Regions from separate parts of the Pan troglodytes genome. Here region 1 is linked to region 2. The links are chromatin contacts, called in public Hi-C maps. All regions are on one chromosome and are shown on one strand. Each heading gives the region's core, a stretch centred on a gene start, on an enhancer-like site or on the middle of the called end of the contact. The rest is flanking DNA. Distances are from core to core; before and after follow the strand shown. Region 1 overlaps IGF2R (insulin like growth factor 2 receptor). Region 2 has its middle 24 kb from the start of MAS1.

The links. A called contact is a pair of places that touch in the nucleus more often than the background predicts.
Region 1: a contact with region 2 is called in a Hi-C map of induced pluripotent stem cells, with 1.7 times the contacts expected there. The contact joins two enhancer-like sites. A contact is called at or near these places in 2 of 7 Hi-C or Micro-C datasets (induced pluripotent stem cells and stem cell-derived neural progenitor cells).

What each region holds. Positions count from the first base shown.
Region 1 is chr5:172,133,734-172,140,042 of NHGRI_mPanTro3-v2.0_pri, reverse strand. IGF2R (insulin like growth factor 2 receptor) reads right to left here. Exons shown (of 48, transcript XM_016956572.4): 46 at 2,680-2,832; 47 at 1,544-1,613; 48 at 1-692. The coding sequence ends at 282. Among named protein-coding and RNA genes, the nearest start is that of SLC22A1, 11 kb to the left of the region's middle. Within about 2 kb of position 1,837, at least 2 of the 24 cell types and tissues checked have an H3K27ac peak or open chromatin away from gene starts, as enhancers often do. A contact at or near this core is called in induced pluripotent stem cells, where this site is marked.
Region 2 is chr5:171,895,494-171,901,647 of NHGRI_mPanTro3-v2.0_pri, reverse strand. No RefSeq gene overlaps it. Among named protein-coding and RNA genes, the nearest start is that of MAS1, 24 kb to the left of the region's middle. Within about 2 kb of position 3,272, at least 1 of the 24 cell types and tissues checked has an H3K27ac peak or open chromatin away from gene starts, as enhancers often do. A contact at or near this core is called in induced pluripotent stem cells, where this site is marked.

The sequences.
Region 1 (6,309 bases), core at 588-3,087, 240 kb before region 2:
CGTCCGGCCTTATGCTTTTAAATGAGGACTTGGGGCAAAACCCTGGGCACAAGGTACCGCCCTGTGGCCGATCTGAGCCATGCCTTATTCCAATGACTGTAAACAATCAGGAAGGAGTGGGGCCTGACCTCCTTCACCCTCTCCCCCATCACAACAACTCTTCCCTTTTGAAAGTTTCTGTTAAAGGCAAAATTATAGAAGCATCATCGAGTGGAAGTCTTATTTGGTTGGAGGTGCTTGGCTGTCCCGCGGCTCCGTGCTCCCCTGCAGGCACTGCGGAGTCAGATGTGTAAGAGGTCCTCGTCGCTGTCGTCATGGAAGGACACCAGCTTGGTGGAGCTCACTGTCTTCTGCTGTGCAGAGCTGGACTTCCCTTTCCTCGCCTTCTCACCCCTGACCAGCCCCACCCTATCGTCCTCACGCTCCTGAAGGGCATTGCTCTGTGCGTTTCTCACCGGGTGGGAGCTCTCTGCCCCAGCTCCCCTGCCCGAGTGAACTTTCACCTCTGGGATGGTCAGAACCTCATCCTCACTGTCCTGGTCATCCCCATGCAGGGAGCTGAGGGCTTTCACTGACTTGGTGGTAATATGGCCGTTCTCCTGCCCTTCCTTTCCCTGCCGTGGAGGAGGCAGCTGGATCTCTTCCATCAGCCACTCTGTTTCGTTCTCATCTGTCTCTTCTTCCTTATTCACCTGCCAGGGATCAACAGCAGAGACCACGTGAGCCCCCTCAGAGACCCCATTCTGCTCCACCATCCACCACATCAGGGATGCTCTCTGCTGGCACGAGCTGGGGAAGAACTGGCCCACTGTCCTCACAGTCACTGCATCTCCAGTTCCCAGGGAAAGGAAGACGAGGGCTGACAACACCTTCCTGTTCCTAATGAGACTGCACCAAGGCAGGAGGGTTTGGGAGGGTAGCAGTGGGGTCATTTGGCAGGAGTCTCACAGCCAAGGGTGGGACCAAGCAGAAGGCGTTCGGGATGGCCTGGACCTGAAAAGCAGACCAGTGATGCCCCAGCTGCGCTGGGGGAGAAGGGGCTCTTCCGGGCTACTCAGAGACTGGAAGGTGCCCACTGCATGGCAGGGGAGGAATGTCAAAGGAGGGACTCGAGTCAAAAGCCTAGTTTTAGAGAGCAATTCATCACTACCCATCCAGACCACAAACATTATGTCCTTTGATCCAGATAATGCCTCTTTTCTGGAAATTTATCTGAAAGAAATCATCCAAATGCTACATGCACAACTATCTTCACTACTGTGTGTGTTTTTTTTTTTTTAAAGAACAGCCAAAAACAGTGGAAACAACCTAATTATTAAATACTTCAAGGAAATCAGTTGTAACCACGAGAGAAACTTGAGGGAAAAAAATAACAAAAAAATGTGCTGGGGTAAGCGGCTGAGGCAACGGGTGTTGCTTTCCTTTCTGGATTCCAGTCAGCCTGTGACTGCTTTCCTTGGCACCCCTGATGAGAACGACATGGACAGCGCAGCACGGGGGGCCGGGGAGGCAGGCCCTCAGGAGGCTCGCCACAGAAAATTACCTTTGAGTATTTGTAGGACACGTTGGAACTTCTCCTACAGCAAGTGGTCAGCTTACTTATCACTGTTTCCCTATAAAAATAGGAGACAATAATTACTCCAGGGTAGAGAGGGCATGGGCAGGAGCCCCACCCCTGCCAGCCCCACCCCCATCTGCACCACCAGGGGGCTGGTGGCGGCTGCATTTCTCCCACATTCTGAGTGACAAATGAGTAGCCGTGACAGGTTATACCCTAATGTATTTGTTGTGATTGAGTGGAAAGAACATGGGCTTTGGAATCCAACAGCAGAGGGCCCTCTAGAGCAACTTAACATTTGGGCAAGGACGTTTTCACATATGACTAACAGGACCACACCGGTCCCTGGCCACTAAGCCTGCCCAATGGTGGCTCGCAGAGACGGACATCACATGCCCTTCCCGGCCCAGACCTTCTTCTGCCCCATTCTGCATTTTGGGTGTAGAGGGCCACAATCGGTACTTTTTTTTTTTGGACAGAGTCTCACTCTGTTGCCCAGGCTAGAGTGCAGTGGTGAGATCTTGGCTCACTGCAGCCTCCACGGTCGGTACTTTCTGACCACCTCTCTCATTGGCCTGTGGCTCAGCTGGCAAATGACAGTGGCAGCAGGGAATGCCTGAGCTGGCCAGCTCCTGCCCCCAGGTCAGAGCCACTAACACTGACACCTGACGTGAAAATCTGCTTGACCGTCACATGGAGAGTCCTTTCACCCAGCAAAGTGGGGCAAAAGGATGGCATCATACCTGGTACATAGCAGGCGCTTAATAAACTCCTGCATTTATGACGTGAGGAGGGCAGAGGGGTCAGCTGCTCAGTGGGAAAAGGCACCCATGAAAGGTGCCGTTTAATGTTCTACTCATCTTTGGACACAAAAGACCACGGTCCTAGAAGCCGCAGGCGTGGGTGATGTGCGAGGGCCTCGGCCTTGGTCAGACAGAAATGCAGGCATTTAAAAACCACAACGCTGGGGACTGCTTCCAGAGAGTTTTGAACTAAGAACCTCGAGCCTTTGCTGTTGTAGGGCTTAAAAACAAATAAGTAAAACCCCACAAAACTGACCCCAAGATTAGCTGTGGGAGGCATGCATCCACCCGCCCCACCTCGCCCTGCCACCCGCTTACCTCCTCTCCTTCTTGTAGAGCAACAGGGCCAGCAGGCAGCAGGTGAGCGCCACCAGCAGCAGGCTGAGCACCGCGCCGACTGCCTGGCTCCGCTCTGACAGCCCCTTGTGCATCTGCCCGTCGTCCCCAGGATTCTCGCTGTCAAAGCCCACCCTGCAAGGACGTCACAGAAAAGGAGCCGTGTCACAGGGTGGTCCTGCTGCCACAGCCACAACCTGAGACCTGAGTCCCAAAGGCAAGAGCAGCTCTGACTTTCCCAACACCATGTGATTCTTACTCCTGCCCAGAAAACAAGGCCACAAGGCCCACTCCACATGGAAAAGGGTTGCAAAAAGTTCCTGATGATGAGTTTGTGGCAGGGTTGTCAGAAAGGAGACAAGAAGGCACTGCTTCCAGCTCCATGAACTATCATTCACCCAAACACAGAGGAGACGGGCAGGAGGGACGCGGCCCCCTCTAGGTGGCCCAATCCACGGCAGGACTAGGCTGGGGCAGAGGCTGTCCCGAAGCACCACACTTCTCTCCAGGGTCAGAGCTCTCTCCTCTCAGAATTTCTTCTGGAAGCAGTGAGCGCAGCCCACCGTGAGACACCATGTCCACACGAAAGGGGCCCAGGGGGCCTTAGAAACAGGCCAGGACGGGGCCCAGGGGCGGCCACAGACCAGGGTGGGGCCCAGGGAACAGCAGAGCCCAGCACAGCCCCTGACGGGTCTCCTCTCTCCAAGCCTGCTCCATCCCAGGAGAAGGCTCTCGAGCACACCAGCTGCCTCACCAGCAGAGTTCACCATTCCCACCCAAGACCCACATGCACACTTGTGGGAAAAAGCAGTGCGTTTCCATGACATCGAACACTCAAGCAGAGTTGGGACAATAATAGAAAATGAGAAACAACCACGGAGACTTCCCTTTGCGCTTAGGGAGAAACATGACACTCAAGAGTGTAACGACTTGACACTTCTAATCTCTCTGGCCCTCTGTCACTTGGGGCCACACACACAGGAACAGGATCACATAAACAGAAATTCCTCCTGTGCTGCTGGAGATAAGAGGCAACCCCAGCGGGGCGCATCTTGTGCTGCTGAAGATGCCGGCTGCTCAAAGAACTGAGGTTGAGGGCAACAGGCCAACCCGCGGCCCAGCTGCAAGGGCTGCTGCCCTCAAAGTTCAGCTTAAGCCAAACAATCTAAAACATCAGCAAGACAAGAAACCACAGGGACAGCCTGGCGTCCAGTTCTAGGTGGGCCTGCAAGGGTTGACCTCTGCTCAGAAAGAAGCACCACCAGACTCCACAGACAGGTCTGAGAGCTATGCAGACCTCTCCCTCCAAGCCAGAAACCCACTCACCCAGAAGCAGCTCCAGCCACTCAGGACCACTCGAAATGCATCCAAGAGACACATCATCACTCAGTTCTAAGCATATTTTACCTTCTACCTTTGATTTCTTCTTTGGACCATGGATTATTCAGAAGTGAGTTTTAGTCTTCAAACGTATTTCTATGTTTCAGTTGTTTGTTCTTTGTTCCTAACTTAATTGCATCATGTATGTAGTTAATTGCATCAGTCAGAAATCTGCTGACTTAGGCCGAGCACAGTGGCTCATGCCTGTAATCCCAGCACTCTGGGAGGCTGAGGCAGGTGGATCACCTGAGGTCAGGAGTTTGAGACCAGCCTGGCCAACATGGTGAAACCCCATCTCTACTAAAAATACAAAAATTAGCCAGGAGGTAGTGGCACACGCCCATAATCCCAGCTACTCAGGAGGCTGAGGCATGAGAATCACTTGAATCTGGGAAGCAGAGGTTGCAGTGAGCCAAGATCGCGCCACTACACTCCAACCTGGGCAAAAGAGCAAGTCTCTGTCTCCAAAAAAAAAAAAAGGAAATTGCTGACTTGCCTGCTTTGTGGTTAATTTTTGCTAAAGTTTTCTAAGTGTTTGATGTAAGCTTGGGCAAACAGTGTTCTCTCAACGCAGGGAACAGTGTTCTGCGCATGTCTATTAAATCTTGCTTTTCACTGTGCTGTCTCAATCTTCCAAAAAAAGCTTTACTCTTTGTCTACTCAACCCAGCAATCACTAAGCTTGTTTCTTGTGTGTGGTTTTGTCAACTTCTGCTTTACATATCAAGGCTTTTTTATTAGGTAGATGGAAGTTTAGGATTCTTGTATCTTCCTAGGAAATTAGCCCTTTTAAAATTATAATGACCCTCTTTATTCTTTATCCCTAATATTTTTCTTTAATATCCTATTTTATCTTATATTAACATAACTACTGCAGCTTTCTTTCAGATTATTTTCTGGTATATCTTTTCTTCTCCTTTGACTTTGGTCTTTTCTGTATCCTTGTTTTAGGCATGTTCCCTGTAAACAGAGTTGTTTTTGAAATCCAGTTTGACAACTTGTTTTCTGGCTGACAAGTTTAGTCAAGCTATATTTATGATTATAGATATATTTAGATTTATTTCTACCATACTGGGCTGAAATTTCTACTTGTCTGATTTTTGTTTTATTTTTCTCCTTGTCTTCTTTGGGGATTTAAGTATTTTTACTTCTCCTTTTCTTCTCCGCTGTTTTGGAAGTTACATACTATATTTATATTATTTTAGTGGTTATTCTTAAAATACTGGCATGCATACTAAGACAGGAAGTCTAACAGTATGTCTTCCAAACAATTAGGAACTCTACCTTTTCTTCCTTCATTTCTTTCAAGAAAATGGTTTACTTTCATATGATGCTATCACTGTAAGAAATTTTAAAAGCTGGGAATTCTGCCACCCCTCTCAGCTTAGACACCACCGTTGTCCAGTACAGTGTGTCCTCATAGGGTTGCTGACAGTTTCCTTCAAACTGCAACCTTCCGTGAAGCGACTACAGGAGGTCCTCGAATGACATCATTTCCTTCAAAACTGTCTCATTATAAAGTTGATGAGGCCGGGCACGGTGGCTCACGCCTGTAACCCCAGCACTTTGGGAGGCTGAGGCAGGCGGATCACAAGATCAGGAGATCGAGATCAACCTGGCTAACACGGTGAAACCCCGTCTCTACTAAAAATACAAAAAAACTAGCCGGGCATGGTAGCGGGCCCCTGTAGTTCCAGTTACTTGGGAGGCTGAGGCAGGAGAATGGCGTGAACCTGGGAGGCAGAGCTTGCAGTGGGCCGAGATCGCGCCACTGCACTCCAGCCTGGGCGAGAGCGAGACTCTGTCTCAAAAAAATAACATAACATAACATAACATAACATAACATAACATAACATAACATAACATAAAATAAAGTTGAGGAAAAAAACTGGTTTCATTATACATCGTTTCACATAAAGTTGCAGTTTCCAAGAACCTATCGATGATATAAAGTGAGGATTTAAAGTATTTTAACCTTTCTTGAATTATTTTCTAATACAACAAATTAGCTTCCCCTAAAGCTTTTACAGTCTTTTCTTTGTATCTGCTCTCCTGGTATTTCATAAGTGGGTGGGTCTTGTCATCAATAACTGTGCTGGGCACATAGCCTGCCCCTTCCATCTGTAGATGCCTGTCTTTTAGCTTTGGGTAAATTTTTTGACTTTAATCAAATATTGTGAAAGAACCATTTTTGTAAAGTAGGAGGAAGGTGTAAGACAGCTCTATCTTCATC
Region 2 (6,154 bases), core at 2,023-4,522:
AAAAGAACAAAAATCTGTGTCATTTGCAACAACATGAATGAGTTTGGAGGACATTATGTTAAGTGAAATAAGCCAGGCACAGAAAGATAAAACATGTTCTCATCTGTGAAAGCTAAAAAAGTTGATCTCACAGAAGTAGAGCATAGAAGAGTGGTTACTAGACACTGGGAAGGGTGGGGAGGCAAAGCCAGAGGTTAATGAAGGGATACAACTGCACAGCTAGACAGGAGGAATAAGTGCTAGTGTTCTATGGGACTATGGGGTAACTATAATTAATAATTTATTGTATATTTTCAAATAGCTAGAAGAGGAAATTTTGAATATTCCCAACACAAAGAAACAAAATATGTTTGGGGTAATAGATATGCTAACTACCCTGATTTGCTTATTACATATTGTATATGTGTACGGAAATATCACAATGTACCCCATAAATATCTACAATTATTATGTGTCAATTAAAAATAATAATAAACGGGGCCAGTTGCAGTGGCTCACACCTATAATCCCATCACTATGGGAGGCCGAGGCCGAGGCTGTGGATCACTTGAGGCCAGGAGTTTGAGACCAGCCAGGGCAACATGACGAAACCCCATCTCTATTGAAAATACAAAAAATTAGTCGGTTGTGGTGGCACATGCCTGTAATCCCAGCTACTCGGGTGGCTGAGGCATGAGAATTGCTTGAACCTGGGAATCAGAGGTTGCAGTGAGCAGAGATTGTGCCCTCCAGCCTGGGCAACAGAGCAAGGCTCTATCTCAAAATCAGTAAATAAATAAATAAATAAAAATAATTATAAATGAAAAATGTATATTGGTCAAGGTAAAGAATAGAACATTTTATTTAACAGTTTAGTAGCTTGTTTTAAACTTTTTTATTGTGGTAAAATATACATAAAATGCAATTTACCATTTTAACCATTTTTAAGAGTACAATTCAGGGGCATTAAGTATAATGACAATGTTGTACAATCAACACCACTATCCATTTCCAGAACTTTTCATCATTCCTAACAGAAACTTAGTGCCCATTAAACACTAACTCCCCGTTCTTCTCTCCCCAGCCCCTGGTAACCACCATTGTATTTTCTCTCTCTATGTATTTGCCTATTCTAGGTTCCTCATGCAAGTGGAATCATATTTATTTTTCCTTTTCTCTCTGGCTTATTTCACTCAGCATAACGGTTTCACGGTTCATCCATATTATAGGAATAAATTTAACCAAGGAGGTGTATCAATGTGTGTCAATGTGTCAGATCACATGTATCAATGTGTCAGAATTTCCTTCCTTTCTATGGCTGAATAATGTCCCATTGTAGCTACATACCACGTTTTGTGTATCCATTCCTCCATCATGGGCAATTGGGTCGTTTCCACCTTTCAGCTAGTGTGAATCAGGGCTGCTATGATCCTTGGTGTACAAGTATCTGTTCAAGTTCCTGCCTTCAATTCTTTTGGGTACATACCCGAAGTGTAACTAGGGAATCAAATGGGAATCTATGTTTAACTATTTGGAGAACTGTTTTCTACAGTGGCTGCACCGTTTTACAATCCCACCAGCAATTCAGGAGATTTCCAATTTCTCCACATTCTCACCGACACCTGTTATTTTGTGTTTGTGGGGGTTCTTTTAAATAATAGCCATCCTAACGGATATGAAGAGCAGTATGTGGTTTTAAATATTTAGATATGGGAGATGTGTACTCTTATGCCAGACCCCACATTGTTAGGGTTGGGCCAGTTCTTATCACCATAATTGTGTCAGAGAAGTGTATTTGCTCTGTAGGGCTGCCATAAGAATTACCTCAAGCTGGGTGGCTTAAAATAACATAAATTTACTTTCATAGTTCTGGAGGCCAGCAGCCCAACACTAAGCTATCAGCAGTGCCATGGTCCCGCTGAAGTCTCTAGGGAAGGGTCTTCCTCACCCCCTCCCACTTCTGGTGGCTTCCAGCATTCCTTGGCTCGTGGCAGCATCACTCCAGTCTCTGCCCCATCTCCCTGGCCTCTTTCCTCTTGTCTCTGTATGTCTTTTTCTGTCTCTTACAAGGCTCTCTCCTTGGATTTAGGGCCTGCCCTAATCCAGTATAACCTCAGCTGGAGCCTTAATCACATCTGCAAGGAGCTTATTTCCAAACAAACTCACATTCTGAGGTTCTGGGTAAACGTGAATTTTGGAGGGACAGCGGATTCCTTTCCCACCTGCTCCACTGCACAGCAGCACAGAGCCCACCTGAGCAGTGCCGAAGGGTGAGAGGTTGCTCAGGGGGCATCAGACTCATGAGGCAAGAGCAGCCCAGGGGGATCTTTAATGTGCAGTGAAGCCGGCGGAGGTTCCTTCACTCTGGCCCCGATATGCAGAAATACGCCCGTCTTTAATTTTCTAGAGTGGAGCTATTTGCTCTCAAATTCCTATACCCACTTTGTTCGGGAAACATACTTCATCTTGGCACCTCAATGTCACTCTGTCTCTTCTGTTTGAGTAGCTCCTTTCCGGTAAGCAGGCAACTCTGGTTCTAAATTCAGTCATTTCAAGGTTCCAACTCCATGCAGGGCTGTTCTCTCTGAAATCTTTCCTCTCCTTTCCCCTTTGCAGATCAGAGGCCTGCATGCTGGGCCTGCATGCATTGCGGGGGCGCCTGTGGCATCAGGGGCTTTGGAGACCTGGTCCTCAGGGCGCTTACACAGAGGCGGCTGAACGCGCAGGACCCAGAGAGCCGGAGAGGCCTGCCAGGGGCAGGGGCAGGAAGCGTTAGGGCTGGTGAGGGGGACTGGCCTGCCTGTGGCCCAGGGAAGGCTCCAAGAGGCCACAAGGCGTCCCTGAGCCCGGGCTGGCTGTCAGCGGTGTCCCAGGAACCAGGCCGGCCCCACACCTCTGCAGCACCCTGGAGGGAGCCCCCAGGAAGCTGGGCAGAGGCAGACCCCAGGCACAGCCAGGCCCTGGGCAGCGTGGCCCCTGCAGTTGAGGTGACAGGCAGGCCTAAGGTGCCCGTTTCCAGGCCTTGCTCTCCCTCAGCTGTCTCTCCTGGCTTTGAGACAACCCCTGCCCCACCCGACATCTCTCCAAGACAGTCACACGAGCACTTCGTTCCCGGCCACCTCCCAAGCCCCCGCACAGTGATACAGGGGAGCTTGTGTGCATCTTCTCTGTGAATTGTGGCAGATGCAGCCTCCCAGGACGCTGTTGCAGGCTCCTGCCAACACACACTCCACCAGCCTGCGGCCACCCAGGGACTCAAGGCTCCTCAGCCCCCCCCACTGGCCTTCCAGGCAGGAAGCAGAACACTGCTGCCTCACCTCCAGGCTCTGGAAGCTTCTGGGCCGACCACCCTGGAGTCTGAGCATGGGGAGGGTCTGCACCCAGTCCACCTCGGCCTCCTTTCTCCAGGGCCTACTGGCAGCACTAGCAGGCTCTGGTGATACTGTGGGATCATAAGAAATACGAGATCAGGAGTTCAAGATCAGGCTGGCCAACATGGTGAAACCCCGTCTCTACTAAAAATACAAAAATTAGCCGGGCGTGGTGTCGGGTACCTGTAATCCCAGCTATTCAAGAGGCTGAGGCAGGAGAATCGCTTGAACCCAGGAGGCAGAGGTTGAGGTGAGCCGAGATTGTACCAGTGCACTCCAGTCTGGGCGACAGAGCGAAACTCCGTCTCGAAAAAAAAAAAAACAACACGCATTGTGGTGTTGTCCCTGGCTCCCAGCCACAGCTCCTAAAACTCTTGTACTTTTCTAAGTGATAAGAATGACAGGAGCAGCTTTTGTTACAATATTTAGGTTTTGTCTCCAGTTCCTGAACAGCTCTGGAGCTACAAAGGTGAAAAAGGAGCATCTCTTGTTGCTTGTAGGGAGGCTATTCTTGCTTCATGAGTTTGTGTGAGTGAAGTGACTTTTGGAAAGGCCTAAGGTTGGGGTTGATTACCAGAGAAACCAACCAGATGATGAGGAGACTGGAACTTTCAGCCCCACTCCCCAGCCTCTGAGGAGGCAATGTTGGAATCAATCGTGTCTATGTAATGAGGCCTCTGTAAAAACCCAAAAGGACGTAGTTCTCAGAGCTTCTGGGTTGATGAACACACGGAAGTGCTGGGCCTTCGTGCCCCTTTCCCCTCCTTGCCCAGTGCGATTTGGCTGTTCCTAAGTTGTATTCTCCATAATAAACAGGTAAACAAAAGTAAAGTGTTTCCCTGAGTTCCGTGAGCCATTCTAGCAAACGATCGAATTCAAGGAGGGGGCTGTGGGAATCCACAGTTCATAGCCGGCCAGTCAGGAGTCAGAAGGGAGGCCCGGACCTGCGATTGGCATCTGAAGCAGGGCAGCCTTGTGGGGCTGAGCCCTCCACCTGTGAGATCCGATGCTAACTCCAGGCAGATGGTGTCAGAACTGGATTAAATCGTAGGACATCCAGCTGGCATCCACAGAAAAATGGAGAATTGGTTGGTGTCAGAAAACCCTGCCTATTTGGTGTCTGATGTGAAGTGTGTGACAGTAGAAGGAAGCACAGTTGGTTTTCCCTTTCTAGGACCTCTTCCCCTCCTCACCCCGCATCCCCACAGTCTGTCTGAAAATTAACACTCCGTGCTTTAGTCCTTCAGGCCAGACATTCTGATATTTACAGCTCGGTCTCAGAAGTTCCCAGAACTCCTGTCCTTCAGTGGTATCTGCAATGAACTTTTTTTTTTTGAGACGGAGTCTCACTCTGTTGCCAGGCTGGAGTGCAGTGGCATGATCTCGGCTCACTGCAACCTCTGCCTCCCGGGTTCAAGCAAGTCTCCTGCCAATTTTTGGATTTTTAGTAGAAGGGGGTTTCACCATGTTGGCCAGGATGGTCTCGATCTCTTATTATTATTATTAATTATTATTATTATACTTTAAGTTCTGGGGTACATGTGCAGAATGTGCAGTTATGTTACATAGGTATACATGTGCCATGGTGGTTTTCTGCACCCATCAACCTGTCACCTACATTAGGTATTTCTCCTAATGCCATCCCTCCCCAGCCCCCCCATTCCCCCACAGGCCCCAGTGTGTGATGTTCCCCTCCCTGTGTCCATGTGTTCTCATTGTTCAGCTCCCACTATGAGTGAGAACATGTGGTGTTTGGTTTTCTGTCCTTGCGATAGTTTGCTGAGAATGATGGTTTCCAGCTTCATCCATGTCCTGGTCTTGATCTCTTGACCTCATGATCGGCCCGCCTCGGCCTCCCAAAGTGCTGGAATTACAGGTGTGAGCCACCATGCCCAGCTGCAATGAACTTTTTAAAAACCCTGTGTGACATATGTTTATAGTGGCACTATTCACAATAGCAAAGACTTGGAACCAACCTAACTGTCCAACAACGATAGACTGGATTAAGAAAATGTGGCACATATACACCATGGAATACTATGCAGCCATAAAAAATGATGAGTTCATGTCCTTTGTAGGGACATGGATGAAACTGGAAACCATCATTCTCAGCAAACTATCGCAAGGACAAAAAACCAAACACCGCATGTTCTCACTCACAGGTGGGAATTGAACAATGAGAATACATGGACACAGGAAGGGGAACATCACACACCGGGGACAGTTGTGGGGTGGGGGGCGGGGGTAGGGATAGCATTAGGAGATATACCTAATGCTAAATGACGAGTTAATGGGTGCAGCACACCAACATGGCACATGTATACATATGTAACAAACCTGCACGTTGTGCACATGTACCCTAGAACTTAAAGTATAATAATAATAAATTTTTTAAAAATTAAAAATAAAAAATAAAACCCTGTGTGAGACTCCAGCCAGGCAATTATATCTGTCCCAGGTGGTGCAGCTTCTCAGGGGAGGGAGCCTCAGCCTCAGGGTAAAGACCACGGTAACAAGCTCTTCTAACAAAAGCTTATCAACACGTATCTCAAAGAATAGCATCCCCAGGCAGGCACGGTGGCTCAGGCCTGTAATCCCAGCACTTTGGGAGGCTAAAATGGGAGGTTCACTTGAGCCCAAGAGTTAGAGACCAGCATTATAGCGAGACTGTGTCTCTACAAAAAATAGAAAAAAATTAGGCAGACATGGTTGTGTGTGCCTGTAGTCCCAGCTACTCAGGAGGCTGAGGTGGGAGGATTGCTTGAGCCCAGGAAGTCGAGGCTGCAGTGAGCTGTGATCGCACC